2 separate regions of the Sus scrofa genome follow, and region 2 is linked to region 1. The links are chromatin contacts, called in public HiChIP or PLAC-seq maps. All regions are on one chromosome and are shown on one strand. Each heading gives the region's core, a stretch centred on a gene start, on an enhancer-like site or on the middle of the called end of the contact. The rest is flanking DNA. Distances are from core to core; before and after follow the strand shown. Region 1 overlaps SDK2 (protein sidekick-2). Region 2 holds the start of CDC42EP4 (cdc42 effector protein 4).

What was found. HiChIP or PLAC-seq counts read pairs in DNA pulled down with a chosen protein or histone mark.
Region 2: an H3K27ac HiChIP or PLAC-seq map of skeletal muscle shows a contact between it and region 1. The contact joins the promoter of CDC42EP4 here to the enhancer-like site in region 1. A contact is called at or near these places in 2 of 5 promoter capture datasets (fetal liver and liver), 8 of 47 Hi-C or Micro-C datasets (adipose tissue, embryonic fibroblasts, heart right ventricle and 4 more) and 2 of 2 datasets of contacts at active chromatin or transcription factors (alveolar macrophages and skeletal muscle).

Annotation. Positions count from the first base shown.
Region 1 is chr12:7,589,942-7,597,394 of Sscrofa11.1, forward strand. It overlaps SDK2 (protein sidekick-2), which reads left to right. Exons shown (of 46, transcript XM_021066690.1): 40 at 2,659-2,823; 41 at 5,615-5,737. Among named protein-coding and RNA genes, the nearest start is that of CDC42EP4, 44 kb to the right of the region's middle. Within about 2 kb of position 4,085, at least 29 of the 83 cell types and tissues checked have an H3K27ac peak or open chromatin away from gene starts, as enhancers often do. A contact at or near this core is called in adipose tissue, fetal liver, liver and 3 more, where this site is marked.
Region 2 is chr12:7,633,314-7,640,382 of Sscrofa11.1, forward strand. CDC42EP4 (cdc42 effector protein 4) reads left to right here and starts at 4,484. Exons shown (of 2, transcript XM_003131243.5): 1 at 4,484-4,922. It overlaps LOC110255976 (a long non-coding RNA gene), which reads left to right. Exons shown (of 3, transcript XR_002337007.1): 2 at 1,492-1,592; 3 at 3,634-3,866.

The DNA.
Region 1 (7,453 bases), core at 2,835-5,334:
CCAGTGGGGCTCTTCTGTGTGCCCCCAATCTTAGGGGCTCAGCCATACTCTGGGTTAGTTCTCTGCCTTTCTTGGGGTCAGGAACCCCTTGGAGAATCTGGTAATAATCTTGGAGCCTCTCTCAGGATGGTGCATGAGTTTGGGGGTCATGACTCCTACTGCCCTCTGGGAACCTCAGCTCAAGAGCCAGGCTCTGCAGACTGCCTCCCTCGGCCCCTGAGCCCTGTTCCCACCCTTCAGCCCCAAGCCCTCGAGGCCCCAGCAGGGACCCACCCAACCCCCAGGCTCCCCCAGAGGCTGCCCTTTACTTAGAAAGGCCAGAAGGTGGCTGTGCTCCTGGTTGCCTGTGTCCCGGGGCCCAGCGAGGCCTTGGGGACGTGGCTGGCCTACCAGGTGGCGCCCTGGTGGCCGGAGGTGGGTCACCCCTCCCCACAGCAGAGCCTGACCAGGACAAGGGGCGGAGCCCTGGGCACACTGAGGCAGCCAGCCGTTCTGGGTCAGCTGAGGGAACAATGGCCCTCATTCTTCCTGCCCTGACCTGCAAATGCCCGCTGGCCAGCCCAGAAGGGCACTGCTGTGGGGCGGGACCCTGGGGAGGCGGCACCCAGGAGGGGGTGTGGCCAGACTCAGGCAGGAGTCACACAGGCTCCAGTGGCTGCGGCCTCCAGAGACTCCTCACCGGAGAGGCCTGGTCACTTTGGTCCTTGGTCCCAGGCCTCTGGACCACATGGCTGACTCCACAGCCTTCCAGAGTCCCAGTGGCCCTGGGACAGCCCAGCTCCCAGGACCGGCAAGCTGAGATGCAGCTGGATAGCACCCAGCGGGACCAGCACCATGTCTGGCCCCCATTTATGCCTCAGCCCTGGGATCAGGTCAGCTGAGAACAGGTGTCACGCGGATGCAGGGAGAAGCAAGGCCCAAGCCAATGAGGGGTTTGCTCAGAAGTCATAGGGCAGGTGCCCGGTGCTGCAGTTCTGAGTCCTGGGGCGCATGCCCCCGTGACCCTGTAGGCACCCCGCCAGCCACTGCTCTGTCAGGACTTCATTCATTCAATAGGTTGAACCCCGACCCTGTACCAGGGGCTTTTATTTAACCTCGTAACATCCGGCCTAAGATGCTTTTGCTACCCTCCCTCAGTAGGAGAGCAAACCGAAGCCAGGGTGGGGGCGTGCCCACGGTCCCCAGGGCCAGTGCTGGGGTCCGACCCAGCCTGCCCGTCTCCCAGGGCTGACCAGCTGCTCGGTGGACACTGGAGATGAAACGCAGCCCCAGCCCTCGGGGAGGCTGGTGGTTGCGAGGATTTTGACTTATGGACACAGAGCGCCAGCTCTCCCCTCCTGAAAACCATGCAGGCCCCCCTCTAGCGCGGAGATTCAGGATGCTCTTGGGTCCTCCCTGTGCTCTAAGGAGCCTGGCAGGCTCAGCTGATGGAGGGCCCGGCATGAGCTCCCAGCTCACAGAAGGGTGAGGATGCCCAGCCACAGCTGAGGTTGTCCTGGGCTGGAGGGGCGGCTGCGAGTCTGTCCCCTCCAGCTCTGGACTGTGGCGTCTTTACAGAAGCACTTCCTGAAAGATGATCCTTGGAAATTCAAACTTTATGGGATGGGATGTTGGGGAGGACGGGATGAGATGGACTTGGAGGACAATGGTTACTTTAAACGTGACGGTGAGTTGTTTTTCCTCCAGATGCTAAAGGATTCTGGTTATTGAGTCAATAGACAAACTGGCTGGAGAGACATTCTTTTTTTTTTTTAATAGTTTTTATTTTTTTAAAAATTTTTTTTTTTTTACAGCCTCACCCGAGGATATGGAAGTTCCCAGGCTGAGGATCAAACCCTTGCCACAGCGGAGACAATGCTGGGTCCTTAACCCACTGAGCCACAGTGGGAACTCCTATATAAATATTCTCTAAAAAATGTTCTTATTATAGTTGACTTACAATGTTCAATCAATTTCTCCTGTATTTTTTTAATTAAAAAAAAAACTTTAAAAGTCTGCACCCTTAGCATATGGAAGTTCCTGGGCTAGGGCTTAAATCAGAGCTGCAGCTGAGGCCTGCACTACAGCCACAGCAACACCAGATCCAAGCTGAGTCTGTGACCTACACCACAGTATACAGCAAGGTTGGATCCTTAACCCACTGAGTGCGGCCAGGGATCAAACCCGCATCCTTATGGACACTATGTTGGTTCTTAACCTGCTGAGCCACAATGGGAACTCCCTAATATGTAGATATATATGTATATATTTTTTGTTTGTTTGTTTTGCTGTTTGGGGCCACAGCCACAGCATATGGAGATTTCCAGGCTAGAGGTCGAATCAGAGCTACAGCTGCCAGCCTACGCCACAGCCACCGCTATGCAGAATCCGAGCCATGTCTGTGACCTATACCGCAGCTCATGGCAACGCTGGATCCTTAACCCACTGAGCAAGGCCAGGGACCAAACCTGCATCCTCATGGGTACGAGTCGGATTCATTTCCTCTGCGCCACAATGGGAACTCCTCCCTCATTTTTTAAAAAAATGTTTATGCGTTCTTGAGAACAGTCTGAGAGACACGGTGGGGTCGAGAGTGCTGGCCCAGCCTCTGACGCCGAGGAGGCGCTGCCCCCGGCCCTTCCCTGTCCCGCAGCCCCCACATGTGTGCTTCCCCCCCAGGCGTCAGTAAGATCGTGACCGTGGACGTGAAGGGCGGCAGCCCCCTGTGGCTGAAGGTGAAGGACCTGGCGGAGGGGGTGACCTACAGATTCCGCATCCGAGCCAAGACCTTCACCTACGGGCCCGAGATCGAAGCCAACGTCACCACGGGCCCCGGAGAAGGTAGGGGACATGGGGCGGGCACGGGGGCTGCTGTCTCCACACACGGTGTTCGGCCCCCCAAGTCAGAAGGGGGTGCCCAGAGCCGTGCTGGAGCCTGGAGGTGCAGAGGTGAGCAAGACGGGTTTCACGCGGAGCTCGTGAGCCCGTGGGGACAGCAAGGCAGCGTGTGGGCTGGGCGGGGGCAAGGGTGCAGCTAAAGGAGGCGATTCTGAGCGGTCCTGTTGCAGCTCAGCGTTAAGAACCCAGCATAGTGTCCGTGGGGATGCAGGTTTGGTCCCTGGTGTCACTCAGTGGGTTAATGATCCGACGTTGCCATGAGCTTCAGCGTAGATCGCAGATGTGGCTCGGCTCCCACGCTGCCATGAGCTGCAGTGTAGGCTGCAGATGCAGCTCGATGCAGCCCCTAGCCTGGGAGCTTCCGTATGCTGCAGGCATGGCCCTAAAACAAGAGAAAAAAAAAAGGAGGCGATTCTGGAAGACCTCACGAGGTGGGGCAGTCAGACACGTGGGAACAGGAGCTGGCAGTCTGTTCTAAAGGTGGCCGTGGTCGGGGGTGAGCAGGGATGGCCGGGCGTCCGGGTGCGAGGGAAGGAAGGCCAGCAGGAGTGTTTCTCAAGGTGCCACTCAGGCCAGAACCCCTGGGGGTCTTGTGACGAGCGCAGATTCCTGGGCCCCAGGAGCTCAGCGTCCTGGAGCGTCTGTCCTCAGAAGGTGCATCTCAAGAACTGAGGGGCTCTTGGGTCCCCACCGTGAGAACCAGTGCTCTTGGGGGGCTTCAGGCCAGGGGGACCTGCCGGCTGCCTTCTTCCTAGACAAGGTGACAGGAAAGCAGGGTTGGGGGCAGAGGGAAAAAGGAGCCCGGCAGTTGCAGACCAGGCCGGATGCCCTGGGCCTGAGCGGAGATCCTGGGACCAGGGAAGAGAGACTGGCTCCTTTAGGTTTGTGACGCCTTTTGGGGTCCTGGTCGTCAGGCCGAGGGGACCTCTTCGGGCCGCCCGTGGTGATTGAGGTTTCGCTCCCCAAAGTCCCTGTCACCCAGGCAGGATGTCCCTCCTGAACCAGAGCCACCTCCCCGCCACGCCACTCTCCTCCCTGCCCCAAGCACCCAGCCAGCCCAGCCTTCCCTGAATCCACCTCGACGCCCCTCCCCGTCGCCCTCCTCCCTGCGCGCAGCAGGAGGCCAGGTCGGCCTGGGCTGGAAGGAGCAAGGCCACCTCCCCTGCCGGCGGGTTTGCCCTGAGCGGTTCAGGCGGACCCCACCCCCCTTCACTTTCTCTTCCTGGGCACGTTCTGCTCCCCGCCTCCTGCTCTGCAGAAAAGCCCTCTGGCTCTCAGCTCCTTTGGAAGGAAGCCTGCAGGCCGCAGGAGGAAGTTGGCCAGGAGCTGCCCTCCCACCCCCACCCCGGCCCTCCACCTGCCCCCAGCCCCTCCCCGGGCGCTTCTCACCTGAGCTTCCCTGAGAAACAAAAGCAGGAAGCAAGCTGGCAGGGACAAGGACAGAGCAGTGGCGCGGGGACAGGAGAGAAGCCATCTAAAGGACAGACTGTTCTAACCTGAGACTCGGAGTGACCCGGGCTGGGCGGGAGTGGAGAGGGGAGGAAGTTGGGGGGTGGGGGGGCTCTGAGAAAGCCAAGAGCCGGGCCCAAGAGAGGAGGAGTCAGCTGGGGGCGGGGGGGACACGGCCTAGCGTCCTTTTCCCTCCAGGCCAGGACACACTGGAAGCTCCAAGTCCAGGAGATGGTAGCCTCCTTCTCTCAGCTCTGAGTGCAGTCTTGTGCAGAATGAGAACAACTCGGGGGTCCTGAGAGCCCCCCACACATACACACCTCCCTCAGACCGAGTCCCACACCCCCCATCCCTCAGCCACCATTGCCCTGTGTTGTGGGCAGGATTGCTTGTTAGGGAAGGGATGGAGGAAGGAAGGAAGACAGGCCATGAGGCCCCCCCGAGGTCAAGGTCGCTGCCAGACCTGGGCTGGGCTGTGGCTGCCACGCTTCAGTAGTGAGTCCCCAGCCTGCCAGCTCTCCTGGGCCTGGGGGATCTTTGATCTAAAGCTGGGCTCCCAGCTCCTTCCTCCGCAGGCATCCACGGGCCACTGGCACAGCTCGGCCAGCCAGTCCCCCACTCCCTCCCTCACTGGCTCATCCCACGTCCCACAGGCACATAGGAAGCACCCACCCCAGGCCTTGGGGGTGCAGGGCTCCAGGTGTCTTGGGGAGCAGGCATGGTGGGGAACGGCACACGGGGCCCTGGCCTGCGCTGCACGGCACCCCAGAGAGAAGGGATACAGGACTCTGCAGACAGAACTGGCTCACCCCCTCACTCCAGCAGCAGACTCCTCTCTCCTGTCCTGGCCCTGGGGGCCGGCACGTGGGTGGCCCATGTAACAGGCTGCAGCCCTGGTGCACCTGCCGCCCGCCCCATCCCCTGGAGAGCCCTCAGCAGAGTCCGGCTCTTCCTCCCTCCTCTAATTAGCGGAGGCCCTGGGTCCCCTGCAGCCCCAGCCCCCTCTCTGGCTCAGCCTTAAAGCAGGTGCAGCGGGGACCATTCTGGCCCCATCTCATACACCCCTCCTGCCCTGGGACTTGGAACACGGGGCTTTGGGTGACACTGCGGAGAATAAGTCCCATCTGGCAGGCCTGGCCAAGACCTGTGCCTTGGACCTCGGCACGTGCAGGGTTTCCCGAGACCCTGGCCAGGGTTGGTTTGACCACCCAGCCCCTCCTGCTGGAGGGCGGGCCGCCTGTCGCAGTTCCCTGAGCCTCCCTTCCCCCACCATGTACCACTTGCAGGTGCCCCGGACCACCTGGCGTGCCCATCATCGCGCGGTACAGCTCGGCCATCGCCATCCACTGGGCCAGCGGAGACCCTGGCAAAGGGCCCATCACCCGCTACGTCATAGAGGCCAGGCCTTCAGGTATGTCCCGCCCGGGGCCAGCCAGCTCTCGTCATCGTGTGAGAAGGCACCTGTGCTCCCCGAGCGGAAGCTCCAGGTGGCCCTGTGTCAAGTGGAAAACGGGAGGAGATCCAGGAGGCTGGGTGTGGACCGACTCGGGTGGGGGGTCGTTCAAGAAGCCGGAGGAGGAGTTCCCGCCATGGCCCAGTGGAAACAAATCTGACTAGTATCCATGAGGATGTGGGTTCCATCCCTGGCCTCGCTCAGTGGGTTAAGAATCCGGCCTTGCTGTGAGCGGTGGTGTAGGTCACAGACGTGGCTTGGATCCCGCGTTGCTGTGGCTGTGGTGTAGGCCGGCAGCCACGGCTCTGATTCGACCCCTGGCCTGGGAACTTCCATATGCTGCAGATGCAGCTGTGAAAAAAAAGCAGCAGCAGCCAGAGGAAGGAAGATTTGGGTTCCCACTGGATGAACACCCATGTCCTCCATGCAACCCCACTGGCCAGTGCCCCACACGGAGGCCGGCTTCCCCCAGAGACCCAGCCTCCTCTTTAAGGCCCGTCATCTGCCACCATGGCTGTCGCTGCACTTCCTGGAATATCCCAGTCTCTCCTGTCAAGCCTGAAATCGAATCACAAGACCTTCCAAAGCCATTGGGAGACTAGCAAGCGGCTGCTAAGTCGCTGCAGGGGGCTGAGCTCCGAGGTCCTGTTACACCGTTGTCGCTGTGACACCTGCTTCTGCCTCTCCGGCTCCCCTTACCCCCAGGAGCTCCTGGCCACTGCCAGCTCCCTCCGTTGCTAGGTTTCAGAGTTAATCGGAGGTGCCAGAGTCAGCGCAGGCTGGAGGCTTGCTCTTGGTATTCCATGGATCCGTGATTGGGTAATTGAGGTTGAGAAAGAAAAAAAAATTCTGTGTTGCTTCAGCACAGACAGCAAATACTAATCATAATGGGAAGTCGGCATCTCAAGCTAATTTTCTAGTCGGGCGAGGGGGGGCAGGTCACATCCCAGTGACATTGTTAATACCCCAGAGTAGCTGAACACTAATCATCTCAATAGCAAATAGTTAATTCCAGCTACTCCAGGAATCCCCTGCCCCCGCCCCTCGCCATTCCTTAATCTTGGGCTAATAATTGCAGTCGCAAATAGCTTTTACCTCGATGCAGCTCAGGGCCGGGATGTATACGCGGCCTTGGCTTCCTCCCCACTCCAGATGGTCCCTTCCCGGGCCCTCCAGGGCAGGCTGCTGCCTTGGCCAGGAGACCTCAGCGAGCTTCTCCCCACCAGGGCCGGGTGCCTGTTTTTTCCATCCAAGTTGGCTTACCAGGGTGCCAGGCTGTGGAATGTTGGCCCCGGATGTTAGCCCTGTTGATTTGCCAGAGTTCCCTGGGAGGCCCGGCATGGCACCTGGTGTTCGGAGTTCGGGGGCTGCGATTTAGTCCACACCCCTGGGGTCAAGGACTGAGCTTAAGAGAGAGGATGGAGCCAGGACCCCCTGAGGGTGGGGGACTTGGAACGGTGCCTGAGAGCGGGGGCCGAGGGTGGACAGTGTGGAGGAGGGGGTGGGGGGACACAGAGAGCCGGCCGTGATGGGGGGGCCGCCTCCCCACCTCCGAGCCCCCGGCTGCACATTCCCCTCATCGTCAGGGAGAAACCGCCTTTATCCTCAGCTCCCCCACATCGCTTGTGCTTCGTGCTGGACAGGACCAGCTAAACATGAGAAGCCAGGCGCTGC
Region 2 (7,069 bases), core at 3,234-5,733, 44 kb after region 1:
TTAGCTGTGTCGTCTCAGGCAAGTTGTTTAGCCTTTCTTGTTTTTAATCTGAAAAAATGGGACTCATGATAGCAACTACCCCTTAGGATGGAGGTGCAGAATTCCTAACAGGAAGTCTCAATGCAGCGTAGAGACAGCAACCCTTGCCTTCTCGAAGTGCTTTTTATTTAGCTTGCATTTGCCTCCGAGCTGGTCTCCTGGGGACAAGACGAGCCTTTTCTGGGCACAAACAGATGCTCTCTCTCCTTCCTCTAGTCCCTTTTCTGTCCATCTCTCTAGGGGCCCAGGAGGGTATCTGGTTGTAGGGGCTGCCTTCCTGCAGAGCTGGGGCTCTGCCCACATCTCCCCAGAGACATAACAGAAAGCATGGCCATCTGGGGGGAGCCCCCCACCCCCAGAGCCTGACAGTCACCTTTATCAGAAGCCCAGGACTGCCTCTTGCAGATAATGTGGATTTTTTTTTTTTTTTCTGTCCGCTCAATTCTAGGAAACACTAACAGGGTTGGGCCCATTCTGGGCCCCCGGAGGGACACGCAGGGATAAATTTGTTCTTGAAGGTATAACTCGACCCTTAATTTTGAGACTGGGACGTTCCCATTGTGGCTCAGCAGTAATAAGTCCAACTAGTTAGTATCCAAGAAGATGTGGGTTCGATCCCTGGCCTCGCTCTGTGGGTTAAGGATCCGACGTGGCTGTGGCTGTGGTGTAGGCCAGCAGCTGCAGCTCCAATTCGACCCCTGGCCTGGGAACTTCCATATGCTGCTGGTGGGGCCCAAAAAAGCAAAAAAAAAAAAAAAAATGTTGAGACTGGCTGGTATCCACGTGGGGAGCCCTCCGTGCGGTCCCACCTCCACAGTGACCTCTGACCTGAGTATTCATCAACTTCGTGCCACGTGGTCCTAAGTTAACACATGAGAAAAACTGAGCCCTGAGAGCTCAAGTGACTTCTTTCAGGCCCTGTCGTAGCAGCGGGATTGTCACACCCAGGGACTGTGTTCCTGATCCAGAGGTGAGGGGAAGCCTCTGTTGGGGGGCGGCAAGGCTGGGGTCTTCTGCTGGTTCCGGGGGCCACTGATGGGTGAAGCTCTGGGCTTTAGGACTGGGCACCACATAGAACATTCCTCCCTTCCAGGGTCCCCGTTTCCCAAACTGACCGTCTTCAGCTGATGGCTACGATCATTTTCTGCGGAGCCCAGAGCTCCATTCTCCCCCTGGATACACAAGACATTCAGTGTCACCTCTCACCTTCCCGGTAGTGTCCCAGCTCCACGGTCAGGGCAGTAGGCTAATAACATCATCATGCACAGTGACAGGCCTCCTAAAGCATACGTGGGGGGCTCTGTCATCTGTCCTTTCCCTGGAGGGGGACAGAGGGGGGCCTCAGTACCTAGAAACTGAAAGTTTGACTTGGTAATAATAACAGCAACCGCAGCCCCTTCCCTTAGATTGGGCGGTTCACAGAGAAGGGTCATTTGCTTTTTCTCCTTCCAGCCTCCTGATACCCTCCTGGGACCTGAGCTGCTACCTCCTTACAGAGGCGACTCAAAGAGGCTGCCTTCCCCAAGGTCACAACCCAGATGTTCTGACTCCAGGTCTGGACTCATTTCCAGTAAACTCCAAGGCTCTGTGCTCAGTCACCATCCCTTGACCCACCTCATCCCCTTCTCCTGACTCAGCTCGATGCTTCTACTGCCCCCTGTCCCCAGAGAGTCCCCAGCCTGGTGAATAGCATCTCTCTCCCGGGGCCGGGGGTCTTCTGAGCCAGGGGCTCCTTCACCCTCTGTGTCCTCGGGAGCTGCCGTCTGGGAGGGTAAATGAGGCCCAGTGAGCTCATTGACGGGGTTACTAAACACGGCTCAGTTCAAGGCCAGGGTCACAAGGAGGGAGGACTTCAGGGCTCTGGACTCTGCACACATGTTCGTCTGCCCAGTGCACCGTATGCTGACCCAAACCGGGGATTCAAACACCAACGCGGGAGTTCCCGTTATGGCTCGGCGGTTATGAACCAGACTAGCATACATGAGGATGCAGGTTCGATCCCTGGTCTCGCTCAGTGGCTTAAGGATCCTTCGTTGCTGTGAGCTGCAGCATATGGATGTCTCAGATGAGGCTCGGATCCTGCATGGCCGTGGTGCAGGCTGGCAGCTGCAGCTCTAATTCCACCCCTAGCCTGGGAACTTCCATACGTGGTTGATGCAGCTTTTTTTTTTTATTAATTTATTACATTTATAGTTGTACAATGATCATCACGATGCGGCCTTAAAAGATTAAAAAAACCATCCAAACAGCAATGGGGACGCTATCCTGTCCTCAAGGATCCCATGGGAATGACCTGTTGTTTTTTTCTCTAGAACATGCCCCAGAGCCCTGCTGCGTGTTGACTCTCTCTGGGTGGGGCTCATGTGTCTGGAGCCTGGGACAAAAAGAGTCCCAGGAAGTGGCCGTGGCCGTGCCCTGAGCCCCAGGCTCTCCGCCAGCGGCCTGGTATCCTGGGGATTTTCCCAGGCTGCACAGCGGAGGTTGCTCAGACGCCAAGAAAAGGCCCCGGGGGTTCCCAAGAACCGGGAACCAGGGAAAGAAAGAACCTCTGCCCATAAAGGGGACGGTGAATAGCCCAGGGAGGGGGCAGGGTCTCAGGCTGCAGCCACTGAGGCCCCACCCCAAACTGCACTGAGCTCAGGCCCTGGGGACACCTTGAAGTGTCCACCCAGGACCAGCTTGTTTAACCCCAGTAGAAGGAAATTCAGTGGGTGGGGGCTCAGGACAGAGGTGGGAAGTCATGGGGCGTTTGTACGGGAAGGCCCTTTCCAGAAAGTGGCACGACCTGCCCAGAGTCATGCTTTATGGAAGATGGCAGGACCAGAGCAAGTGGGGCCGTCAGTTTCTCTATAAGGGAATAGGATTAACCAACAGAACTGATCTTGTTAGGGTTGGGGCAAAATTACCTGACCCCAAATGCCCAGAACCCACTGTAAACAAACCCATAGAGGGAGGCAGGCCCACGCCAATGTGGGGATCACACATGCCCAGGTCTCCTGGGCAGGCCCTGGCAGCTAGAAGAGGTTGAGACACGTGTCCGAGCCTAAGGGCTTATAGGTCAAGTTACACCAGAGGTGTAGTTAGGACTGCAAATCCCTCCCCAAAGTCAGGGGCTTAGAACTTGCAAGAAATTTCCAGGTAGCTATTCAAGCTCCAAGTTTTCCTTTTTTTTTTTTTTTTTTTTTTTTTGCTTTTTAGGGCCTCAGCCATGGCATATGGAGGTTCCCAGGCTAGGGGTTGAATCGGAGCTACAGCTGCCAGCCTACACAACAGCCACAGCAACACGGGATCCAAGTCGCATCTCTGACCTGCACCACAGCTCACGTCATCAATCCTTAACCCACTGAGCGAGGCCAGGGATCGAACCCGCAACCTCATGGTTCCTAGTCGGATTTGTTTCTGCTTGCGCCACGATGGGAGCTCCAAAAAATTAGCACTTTGTCTTGATCAAGCCTCCATGCCAGGGTGCTAGCAAGCAAAGCAGTGAGGACCTGTGTCTAGAAGCATGTACAAAGCCCCTTCCTGCAGTAGCCTGTATCCACTGAGGGCGTCCTGAGGGTGGTGGTTGGACTTTATTCATCTTTGTCCCCAAAGGCAAAGCTCAATGATGGTTAAATGTTTGTGGAAGGAGCCTTGGAAGCAAAGCACTGAATTCGATAAGGGTGGAAGAATTTGTCCCAGAGGTGTGCTTAATTGAAAGGTAATCTCATTGGGAAGACCAAATCCGGACACCTGTAAAAGGAGCATCAATTACCAACAGCTAGCCCTAAAGACAAAATTAGTTAACAATGGAGGGGCGGTGCCTCGGAGAATTAGGAAAATTTGGGGGCCACAGATAAGACTTAACTTGATTTCAGGTGAAAGGAGCCAAGGATGCTAGCACTGGGAGAGGATTTACTGGGAGCCCAGCTGAAGGAACCACGAGGGGGTCCCATGGAAAGTCCTGTTAGTGGGAGTCTGCCACCCTAAACCCCTCTCCTTAAAAATAAAAACATAGGCGAAGGAGCTGCTAACGGCTAGGGAGATTTCACTGTGCTGTGTCCCCTCTCCGTGGCATTTATTGCTAACTTCATTTACAAATGGAAGCTATTCCTCTCAAGAGATTCTCATGGGATTCAGGCCAGAGGTCTAGGGAGGGCATCGCTTGGAAGGGAACTATGTCTTGGCAGGATACTCGGGAGGCAAGGGTTACAGACTTGGGACAGCAGGACCCTCAAAGACAGGTCACCTTGCCCAAATCCTTCCTACACCCACTCTGGGCCTGGCCTCGGGGGCCGGCCCCCTCCTACCCTCCCTCCCGTTTCCAGCAAGAGTCTGGGATGGAATCCACGACCTCGGGGGCTTCCACCTTCTCAGCCTCGGGTCGGGGAGGGAGGGAGCGGAAACGCCCGGGGCCGGGGCGGGGGTTATCGGTTTCAGGTCAATGCTGGAAACGAGGAAGAGCCTGGGGGCGGCCTCGTGCTCGGCCCCCGGGGGGAGTCGCGCTGCTGGCCCCGGGAGCCCCGGGGTGGGGGGATCCAGGCCCCGGAGCGCAGCAAGGAGGGGCGCCCCGGGACCTGGCCGGCCTCCCGAACCGCCCCTCACGAAGCTCCCAAAGTCACAGGCTTTCAGATTTGAACCGAGGAGGCCGAGCGGCCGGGCTGAGGTTCCCAACCGCCATTGGCTGCGGCGGCGCCGTGACATCAGCGCGGGGGCTGCGGGGCGGGGAGGGTGCGGGAGGAGCCGGGAAGGGGAGTGTCCGAGCGGCTCCCTGCCCTGAAAGCTGGAGCCCGAGGAAACAGACGCCGGCGCGGACATGGGCCGCCAGCCCCGCCGCCTCGCGGAGCCCACCGAGGGGACAGCGCAGCCGCGCCGGCTCGGCGCTCGCGTCTCTGGGGACCCAGGTAGGCGACGGGTACCCGCCTCTGGCCGTGACAGCCACCGGAGCGGGGCGGGCTGGGCTTGGGGACCTCGAGCCCTGCTAGGGGGCGGAGAGAATTGAAAAAGCCGCGATAGGGGCCGTGGGGCCGGGAGCCGGGCAGAGCCCCCCACTCTCCTGGGTGGCAGGGCTGGGGCCCGGGCGCGTGCGGGGCGGCTCGGGTGCCTGGGACGGGGGCCACGCACCCTGGGTCCGAGCAGAGTGGGGCTGGGGAGGAGGGGGTGGTAGAGAGCCGGGCGAAGCCTCGCTCCCAGTCGATTTCCTCTGCCCAGACTAGGATTCGCCCGGCCAGCCCCAGGCGCTGCTGGGGATGGGGATGAGATGCGATGGGATGGGGGACACGGCTTTTTAGAGGTCCACCCTTTGCCCGGGGACGGGGGTGTGTGTCGCCGGGGACAAGGAGCACAACAATCGGCGGCGCGCGGCCCGCGGTCTCCTCGAGGGGGGCGTGTGTACACAGAGTTCGCCATGAATAAGAACCGGATTGTTCGCCCGTAGTGGCAGAGGCGTGTAGACACGCCACCCAGTGTCACCGGGCCTGGGAGAAGAGAGGCGAGGAGAGCTGCCTGGAAGGGACTGGCCGAAGGAACCGATGCTACCCCCCTCACCCCTCCCTCCCGAGCCTTCCCTCCCCGCCCGGCCCCCGCCCCGCGCGCCCGCCTCCTCGGGAGCCCGGGAGGCCGAGGCGGGGAAAGGCCGAGGCGCCGTTGCGCGGGGTGGGGCCGCTTCCGAGGCCGGGAGGGGACTGCGCGCTGGAGCCGGTGAAGCTTTCCTGGCCTGGCCACCAGCCGGGAGCGGTCGGTTAATGATTTAACCACCCGCTTGGGGCGGTGGAACTGCGATCGGCCGCCTCTAGCTCCGCCCCCTCCTTGGAGCGCCCCCAGGCGGGGGCACAAAACTGCCCCCTGCCCCGAGTGCGGCCCCTGGGAGCTCCTCTGCGGGCTGGGTGAGTGAGTGTCCCGGCCGGCTGGGATTGCAGGGCGGGAATCCGGAGCCACGGCTGGAGGGCTGAGGGTTGAGGCTGGGCGGACTTCCTGGGAGAGGACTGAGCCTGAGCCAGGCGTGTGTGTGTGTGTGTGTGTGCGTGTGTGTGTGTGTGTGTGTGTGTTGTATGTGTGACTGGGGGGAGGGGTGCTCTCTGCTAACTCAAACCAGATTCCTTGTTTCGCGATGAGACACTGCAGCCTGCGCTTTGGAAGTTTTCTTTTTCTCCCTGGGAGAATGGAGGGGAAATACAATGCTTTTTCTTTTCTTGCTGTCACCCCCTTGCAATCTGAGCGGCTCCCACGGTCCTCGGCTGCGTCCCCATTGCCTATTCTTGGCCCCTCTCTCTGAGCAGTTGAACCGGAAAGCGTCTCTGAGCTGCGTAAAGCCCCCTGCTCTTTCTTCTCTAGAGGGCTGAGGGTGCTAGACGGGGAATCGTCCTCTCCCTGCCCCCCAGCGGCCACCGGGACCCCCAAGCCAGCCAGCCAGCGTAAACAGCAAGGGGCCGGCTACAGGAGGGCCTCCAGCAACGCAACTTGGTTGCACCGTCTGGGTTTCTAATAACTCCCCACCCCCCTCCGCCCCCTTTCTGAGGCCGGGGTGGAGGAGGGGACCACCGGCCCGGTGGACTGAATTTTAAGAGAACAAAGAACAGGGCACAAAGGAAGGGGGAAGCGGAGCTGTGGATTTCCCCCCAGAAACGGGGAGTTTGCTGGACCCGGGCTGGGCTCAGCCGAGCCTCTAGGTGGCCCTAGGGCTGTGAAGCAGTAATGGGGCACCCATTCCTGACCTGGAAGGCTCCATCCTGGGGTGGGGGGAGTGGCTAGGACCCGGTGTAGGTGTGGGGTGCCATGTGGGTTCCAGCTTTCATCAGCTGCCCTGTGAGCTGTTCATGTGACTGCCCAATTAGTGTGGTTTATCTCCTGTGAACTTGGACTTTGCCCCTGGGCTCCTTGGGGACAGCTGCCCCTTCCCACAGACAGGGGTTTAGTGAACCTGGGTAGATACTTGAGCGGGTTCTGGTCTTCCCAGGGGTCCTGGTGACCCCTGCAGGGACTGGGAGGGGGCTGGTGTGATAAAACGAATCCACTCCCAGAGGCGGTGGTCTGGGGTCTCTGACCCTCTGCC